Regions from separate parts of the Anas platyrhynchos genome. Here regions 1 and 3 are each linked to region 2. A link is a contact called in public Hi-C data. All regions are on one chromosome and are shown on one strand. Each heading gives the region's core, a stretch centred on a gene start, on an enhancer-like site or on the middle of the called end of the contact. The rest is flanking DNA. Distances are from core to core; before and after follow the strand shown. Region 1 overlaps LOC140002117 (a long non-coding RNA gene). Region 2 has its middle 14 kb from the start of TARBP1. Region 3 has its middle 41 kb from the start of IRF2BP2.

The links. A called contact is a pair of places that touch in the nucleus more often than the background predicts.
Region 1: a Hi-C map of skeletal muscle shows a contact between it and region 2, with 5 times the contacts expected there. The contact joins two enhancer-like sites. A contact is called at or near these places in 2 of 8 Hi-C or Micro-C datasets (liver and skeletal muscle).
Region 3: a Hi-C map of subcutaneous adipose tissue shows a contact between it and region 2, with 2.6 times the contacts expected there. The contact joins two enhancer-like sites. A contact is called at or near these places in 2 of 8 Hi-C or Micro-C datasets (liver and subcutaneous adipose tissue).

What each region holds. Positions count from the first base shown.
Region 1 is chr3:26,860,186-26,862,885 of IASCAAS_PekinDuck_T2T, reverse strand. LOC140002117 (a long non-coding RNA gene) reads left to right here. Exons shown (of 6, transcript XR_011808111.1): 2 at 658-2,700. Among named protein-coding and RNA genes, the nearest start is that of IRF2BP2, 71 kb to the right of the region's middle. Within about 2 kb of position 1,330, at least 2 of the 8 cell types and tissues checked have an H3K27ac peak or open chromatin away from gene starts, as enhancers often do.
Region 2 is chr3:26,738,816-26,741,515 of IASCAAS_PekinDuck_T2T, reverse strand. No RefSeq gene overlaps it. Among named protein-coding and RNA genes, the nearest start is that of TARBP1, 14 kb to the right of the region's middle. Within about 2 kb of position 1,370, at least 3 of the 8 cell types and tissues checked have an H3K27ac peak or open chromatin away from gene starts, as enhancers often do. A contact at or near this core is called in subcutaneous adipose tissue, where this site is marked.
Region 3 is chr3:26,830,908-26,833,607 of IASCAAS_PekinDuck_T2T, reverse strand. No RefSeq gene overlaps it. Among named protein-coding and RNA genes, the nearest start is that of IRF2BP2, 41 kb to the right of the region's middle. Within about 2 kb of position 1,342, at least 5 of the 8 cell types and tissues checked have an H3K27ac peak or open chromatin away from gene starts, as enhancers often do. A contact at or near this core is called in subcutaneous adipose tissue, where this site is marked.

The DNA.
Region 1 (2,700 bases), core at 81-2,580, 120 kb before region 2:
ACATTCTGCAGCCCCTGGCCGACTTTACAGCCACCTCCTGGCTGGTTTCCACCACCTGGCATGAGGGCAGTGTGGGTAGAGGTGGGCCTCGTGTCTGCTCGCAGTGGTTGAGCTCCAAGACTTCTCCTGTATGGCTGCTGACTGCAAATAGCAGCTGTCTGGGTGCTGGGGACGCTGAAGTTGGGCCCTCCTGCTTGGGTTGTGCAATGCTGAAGCTGAGCTCTTCAGCCTAAGCATGCTCTGCACCATTTTGGGACTGTGTTTCCCTCCCTGCTCAGCAGAGCCAGCACAATCTCCTCACAGGGAGTTTCACTTTTTCTTGGTAGGCTGCTTCTCCTTCCTGGCTGCCAGGTCTGAACCACAGAGCGTTTTCTATTTGGATCCGACCCTTTCAGGAGCATTTGCCTTGCACCCTACTTTTCTGACCTCTTTGGGTGAAAGGGGAAAATGTAAGGGCTGATTTAGCATGGAAGCCCAATAGAGGGAAAGTTGCCTGCAATGTTCTTGCCCTTCTTACACACAGTAGTTTTGTCACAAACACCAGTGCTGGCCCTGGGGTTGTTATTGGAGCTACCACTGCTGATGTGCTTTAAATAGATCCTAAGCAAACCTCTCTGTTTGTTTTTCTTGACATGGTACTGACTGGTGCTTTCCAAGAAAAAAGAAAAAAAATGCTGAATTCACAGTGGTGACTTTGATTCCATCTGGCAAAAGCAAACTGATCTCTGAAATGAGAAAGGCACGGCCATGAAGAGGAAAAGTAAACGGGTTTCTGTGAAAAGCAGCCTTTTCCTTATGACCCAGTGTCTGCAAGTCACCAAGTCTTGCCGGTGCTTGGTTAGGAGACCCCTTTCTGTCACCAGCACACCGAAGAGCTTTCCAGGTACATGACATCCGCATATGGGGTTTTGCAGCTGATTTCGTAAAGCTTGCTGCACTTTACCCGCTCTGCTAGGTAAATATTTTGCTTCCAAATCATCATTTGCCTTGCTGGGTCGTTGGCAGGCTGAGACCTTTGGAGCTTTTTGAGTATTCAGCCACCCCTGCGATGAAGCCAGCTCCAGCCAGCACTCAGGAGCATGGAAACGGGAGCTTTTCTGTTGGGGCCCGTGGTTATCTGCTCGATCCCTCACAGAGGCACCCGAGCCGTGTGCGTGGGTCAGCTGTCTGGTCTGAGTCACTATCGCTGCTTGGCAGGCCCGGGGCAGCTCGGTAACATCTGCAGCGATGGCAGCACCTCTGGAAAGTCAATGCCTCGGGGGCGGTGTGAGCGCTCAGCAAGCTGTCACGCTCCTGCACTGCGCCTGCTCTGCTCGCTCCCTCCTGCCAGCAACAGGAGCTGAAAAGCTGCCCTGCCTTTGTGGAGGCTAACACACGGCTTATTGAAAGAGGTCCCAGTGACTCAAAGTGGAGGAAAAAACACCGTGCTCGGGCGTGAGCCTCCCTTATGAAACACTGGGATGAAAGTAGCATTTTTTTTGTCTCTGCAATCTGACTCCTCCAAGTTCTCCTGAAGGTTTGTTGGCTGGTCTCCATCTCCAGCACTGCCTGTGCTCTGGGGGCCTGTGGGACCTCCGTGTGGGCGCCCACGGTTGGTAAAGCTGCCAGAGTGAGAGAGAAATCCCAGAGAGAAGGGCTTCAGCCCTGGTGAGTCACTGGTGCTGGCCAGAGGTGAGCTCAGGCTGCGCTGTTTGGATGAATGCTCCTTAGCCTCTGCCTCAGAGATGTGATCTGGGGATGCGTCCCCAAAGTGGGCTTTTCTACCAGCAGGAAACAGCCTTGGCAGGCCTTTAGCTTCACACTAACAGCTGTAATCTGTTCAGGTTTAAGTCTGAGGCGGGGGAGTCTGCGTGGGCTTTACCACTGCTGCGTGCAGCCAAGCCAGGAGAGGCAGCAGCACGTGAGGAGGTGGTGAGGGCTCCAGGTGATGCTTTGCTCTTCCTCAAACAGAGGAAGAGCCAGGCTGAATGGTAACTGGTCTGAACTGGCCTCTCCATCCCTTGGTGGTGCAGCTGCTCTGACTAGTCAAGGTGTGAATTCGTGAACTTTGCTCAAGGAAGAGGTGGAAAGCCAGTCCGGGGTACAACACTGCATTTTGGAGGTAATTGGTTTTGTAATGGGAAGAGCCAAGCCCTGCATTGCAACACAGGGTGAAATGTGGATGTATCTGAAGGCTTCATCAGATCTGGATCTGAATTTTGTGACTGGCTCTATCTCAATGACTGGCTGGACTGTGTGCTGCTGAAACCTGAACTGTCTCTGCAAGGCAGCTCCACCTCTGGGGGGAAGCTGCCGACATTTCCCTCACACTGAGCATCGGGGGGCTTCTCTGTGCACAGGGTGGTGAAAAACGCAGTTTAGTTTTACTTTAGGGCTATGTTCATGCATCTCGTTGGGAATACAAGAGTTGCCAAGGTGAGCTGAGGCCGAATTTTGTTGTCTGATGGTGAGCTGTGGAAGGAGCTAGGGCCCTGGATGCACGCTGCCCTGCCAGCCTTCCCTTTCCACAGCTCCTGCTGGCTCGAGGTCATGGCACATGAGTTTTAGGGCCACTTCTGCAAACCATCTGTTGCCATGACATACAGCACTGCCAGCATTAGGCAGTCTCGGTGTGTACTTAAAAATCCCATCCCTGTCTGAGCTGACCGCTGGCCTTTTGTACCGCTGCTTAGAATTTGGGCTTTTTCTCATCTCAGCGAT
Region 2 (2,700 bases), core at 121-2,620:
CTCACGGATGGAGATGCACACATGCAGCTGGATGGGTGACTTGACACCTAGCAATTGATGCACACAACTGCCCGGGGGCTCTCTGCCTAGGGGCAGATGGCATGCTCTTGGGATTTCAGGCAGGATCGCTAGAACTCATTTCCACCGGCATATCTTGTCTGACAAATCCTACGATATGATTGGGGTCCTTAGTGTAAGGCTGAGATGCAGAATATTCTTTTCTATATTAATGAACAAGTAGATCAGGAGGCAGCATTTAAGGCTTTCTGTGTCTGTACCCTGACTCTGTAAGTGCTGCACTGTCAGTGGGGTGGGACTGGCTAGAAGCAAACTGTGGCACAGCTGCTCTGTGGGTCCTTGACCTTACCCATTCCCGATGTCAGCTGAAGGACTTGGCACTAAGATCTGGCAACAATCACATGGTGTTTGAGGATATGGGGAGGTACTGCTCCAAAACCCTACTAAACCAGGTGAATGACGTGAACCTGAGCTTTTGTTGGTTCTCTTCCTTTGCTTCCTTAAAAAGCTCCTACACTGGGACCTTGGACTCTCCTTGTTGTGCAGGGTGATGATGCAAGTCCCAGGGAAACAGCCATGTGGAAAATCTGCAGCTCATAGTCATGGGGCCAGGTCCTCTGATGACAGGGAGCGTGGAGTTAGTGGACTTATTCTAGCTGGCAAGCTGACCTATTGAATTTCCAGTTCCTTTTGTGGGAATAACTCAGAGCATGATTTGATCTGAATTTCTGGGGCAGGGCAAGCCAGGGAGATTTCAGGCTTCTAATTGGCATTAGAATGTCTTTAGAAATCCAGCCTCTGCCATTTTATCTTCTGATCATCTTTCAGGCTGCACAGCTGTCTCTTGCTTTGACTCCTGCACAAAACCCACAGTCTCAGTCTTCGCAGCCCTTCCCTGCCTGGTTCATTGTTTGGGGCCTGCCCTAAACAATGGTGCACCCCCAAGAAGAGCTGGCAATTTCCTTCTGGGGTGGGCTGCGTGAGCTCCAGGAGAGGAGCTAGCTCTGCTTGAAAGTAGGGGGGCTCCTGACCACTGTGCACTCCCAGGGGAGGAGGGAAGGGGAAAAGCAACCAGCATCAGCTCCCTGTTTCTCTGTCAGGTTCATATTTGGTTTGGACACTGAATGTGGTGGCAAAAGAGAATAAGTGTATGTCATGAGCAGCTATGAAGACTGAAAAAAAGAAAAAAAAGAGACAACCCCACACTTTCCCTGAACACAGAGGTATGGAGAAGAACATCATGGATTCACACTGCGTTTCTGTCCCAATGCTGCAGAAAATGAAAGAGGAAGCATTGACAATAGCTCTGTGAGCCATTCTTTTGAGTCACATGAGAAATCTAACACATTGCCATGGGGCTGGGTAAACAGGAAGCCAAAATAAGCCCATTCACACTGCTAGCTGAACTTGGCAGTGGCTCCCATGTGCTTCTGCAGCATCTGGATGTATACCAACTGCAGACTGGAAGAACCCCATGCAAAATCCTAGAAATGTCTCAGAAGCATTTCCAGTCCTCAGAAAAAAAAAAATAATAAAAATGACACATTCAGGAGGTATCTGCCCCACAGTTGTGTAATCAAGAATCTGGAGAAACAATAGGTTGGTATGCTGCCAAACTGCACGGAAAATGGCTGACTCATGGGAGTAGGAGATCTTAAAACCTGAAGTAATTAGTGGTAGATTCGTAAGTGAGAAAAAAAGGGCAATGAGACTGCTGAAGGAAAAGCTGTCCTCATTGCTGGTAAACTACAGGTGTGTCTAACGCTGCTGCAAAGGCACCCAGCCAAAAACTGAGCAGCAGTGGGGTGGGCATAGCCAGGTAGAACTGATAAGCGTAAAACCTCATCAAAGCCAAAAGCATAAATATGAAGCAGAGGACACCAGGGAAGACCTTTGGTGCTGTGAGAAAAATGTGCACAGCGTAGGAAAGCTCGCACGGTGATGACATTAATATGGTGCAAAAGGGCAAAAATAAAACTCTCCGCTACGTGCCAAGAGACAGCAGTAGCACGCCATCAGGGGAATGAATGCTAGGAAGACAGTAGGACATTACTAAGTGTGCTAGGCTGCAAAGGCTTCCTCAGAACTACGCCAGAGACGGAAAGGAATTATAACCATGCAAAGCTGAATTAAAGCAATGCAATGTCTCCGTGCCATTAGGCAGAGTAAATTGCAAGTCAAATCAGTGTTGCTGGCACCACCAAATCCTCTGCTTTCAGCTGTACCCAGTGAATTCATCACCACATAAGGGCTCTAAGTTTGAAGCAAACAATTCATGCAGTCAATGTAAGCAGAACAAATTAAAAATAAAAATATGCAGAGCTAGCAATATTCACTAGCATCCCTGTAATGAAGCCATTAGGACGCATATCAAGAGGTGTTTGAAGGGGAGGATGTCTTCCAGGCATACAATTGCCTTCATCTATTTCCATCTTTACAACTCATGCCTCCAGGAATAACTGCAGCATTAAAGGAAATAAAAAAAATAATTGGAGCAATAGAAGGAATGGAAAAGTAAGGCATCTTTCCTAATGTCAGGGGCTACCACAAGTCACAAAGGCAGTATGGGTGCTGCTGAGAAGCCAGGCAACCCACCCCTTCCCAAGGACAGAAGAGACTTCAACAGGCACTGAAAGAGTGTTCAGCTGAGTGGTTGCAGGTGAGGAAAGGCCCAGTTTGACA
Region 3 (2,700 bases), core at 93-2,592, 92 kb before region 2:
AGAAGCACGGGCTGCTTTACGAACAGGCATTGATCCTGTGGGCAAAATCTCTCCGGTTTCAGCAGTCGAGACACAGGGAAGTTAAATAATGGCCAGCACTGCTCAGCAGGGACCAGAGCCTGGCCGCACCCGTGTTCTCCTAAATCACAAAATAGCTGCAGTGCTGTTGGCAGAGGACTAGCGACAGACCAAAGCTGAGACCCAAATCCTTGCCCCTGCCCCATCCATCCCTTGTCTCTCTGCTGCTGGGGAGCTCAGGGGCAGCCAGACCCTGCACCCCCGGGAGCTGTCTGTCAGCCCCGAGACAGCCCCTGCTCCAACAGCAAGATCCGAGTGAGAGGTTTTTGAAAGGTCGATGAAATTGTGCGTTCTGGCCCATTTTTAGCACCCTCTCCTATAACATGCATGGCAGGCCTGGCTGAATTAAACCAGCCATACTAATTTCTCTTGTTAGAACAGCCCTGTGTAACGCACCAAATACTTGGCTTTGGAGGATGATATTATAAAGAAGGACACTGTAATTTAGTGGCTCATTTAATGTGAACCAAGAGAAATATGAGGCATGCCAATGCCGCACAGGGGCTCTATTTATATCCTTTTTGGTGTACGGTATGATTTATAATAAAGGATCATTTTTATATAGTATTAGCGTGGTAATGGAGCTTACTAGGTTACCATGTCTGAAGTTAGGAAATATTGTATTAGAACAAGCTCTGCTAACATAGTGTAAGAATAGCCCTTTCTCCAGTATTAAATCATGATTCCAAGCTTCTTAAAATAAATATTAATGCACTCTGTTTACCAAGGAATCTGGGCTTTTATGAATGCAGCACCAAGACCTTTACGTCTGAGCTCAGAAGCTGTTGCATGCAACCTCATTCAGCAGCGGCCATCCACCCTGCTCAGCATCCTCTGGTGCTTTGCTTGCCCAAAGCACTCAGCATAGGGTCCCGGGAGGAGGGAGAGAGGCAGAAAGCAAAAGAGCCCCATTTTGCTGAAAAGCATGCTATCATGAGCTACGGGGAGCATTTCCCTCCTCCTTCCCAAAGTACATGAAGCCAGCTGCATAGCTAGCGCTGGAGCAGCGACCCCAACCAGGCACCAGGAGCTGAGCACAGGGGCACAGGGACAGGTGGGATGCTGGTGGGGAGGAGGAGGAAGGAGCAGCATTTACCCTGAGGAGCTTTTCTGAAGGCCACACAGCGAGCAAGCGGTGGAGCCAGGATTAGAGCAGAGCCGCTCCTGGCACCTTGCCCTCGGCATGATTCAGAGCTTGTTTCCAAAGCTAGAGAGCTGGTTGAAGTTTCATTTGTCTATCTAGACAGCAGCGTGCTCTGCTTCCCATTTAAAGCTCTGGAGCCTCATGGTGATTCAGAGCGCAGGCAGGAGCCCGCCTGTGGACTGGTTTCTGGTGCCAGCCAGCGCAGTGCCTGCGAATTGTCAGTGCTGCCATGCAGGCAGGCAAAGGAATTGAAGTGGCTCTAAGAGACAAGGCAGAAAATAATCAGACAGAGGATCCAGTGGGCATGGGGAGCTGTCACAAGCATGGCCGTGACAAATGTCCCTTCCACTGAAGTCATGGTGTGAGATAGAGAAACGTGGAGGTGTAGGAGAAGGGCTGGGTGGTGGCCACCCCATCATCCCAATCTGGCATGCAGGAATGACAGCCATGAGCAAACCTCCTCTGTTGCCCTCTGTAGCATCACGTGCCCTGCCCCAGACCAGGCTCCCCCTGCCCTGTGTCACACTGGATGCCACCCCCCGCTCCAGCCTGTGCTGCCTCACTGGAGGGGACTCCCTTCTGCCTGAGCTCCCAGCCCCGTGGGGACACGACCGCTGTCGCCAGCCAGGAAGGTGACACACAAGAGCTGACAAAGCCAGAGCTGACTCTGCTTCCCGCTGAGCCAACCTCAGTGAAATCACCCAGCCACTCTGAATAAAAAAGAATTAAGTATCCTGGCAGTAAGTCAGACCATATTTTATTAACTTGGCCAGAATCAAGTAACGTTAATCCCCCTCCCTGAATTTTTTATTTTTTTTTTACAACCAGGCTCTAATATATTAAAACATGCTGGCAAAGCTTTTGGTAGATTACAATTCACTTGTCAGCAACCAACACACAGCCTGGCATTATCACCTAGATAGGGCCTGAGTGGCAGCGACAGCTCGGGTAAGTTTCCGTGGCATCCCACATGCCCGGTCAGAGCATCCAGGGAGTGGGTGGCCACCGTGCCACATGCAGCTTGTGGTATAACCTCACAAAAATCACTGGCAACTTATCCTGTCTGATTTGCTGGGTGGCTGAGGCCTGGCTTCCCCAGGGGAGCATGGACCAGCTCGGGCCCTGAGGGTGCATCACTCTGCAGAGGTGCTGCGCTCTCCCCTTCTGCTGCCCAGGGCTAGGAGAGCTTTTCTTGGCTCCGCAAAATGCCTAAACAAGTCCCTGCCTTACTCTGAGCCTTGCTTCCTCTACAAAACGGGGGGACATCCTCTTGGACTGCTAGATATGACACCTCCATGCTAGTTCTTTCAGAGGCCAGAGAGGGCTCTGTGCTCTTGGGCTCCACTGAAGCCCTAGCAAGAGTTAAAACTGCCCTACCTTTCTTGTTTATTAGCAATAATAAGTCTAATAATACATTGCACATGAGTAAGAGCTTCTATCCAAGGAAATTAAAGCACTTTGCAGACATTAATGATTTA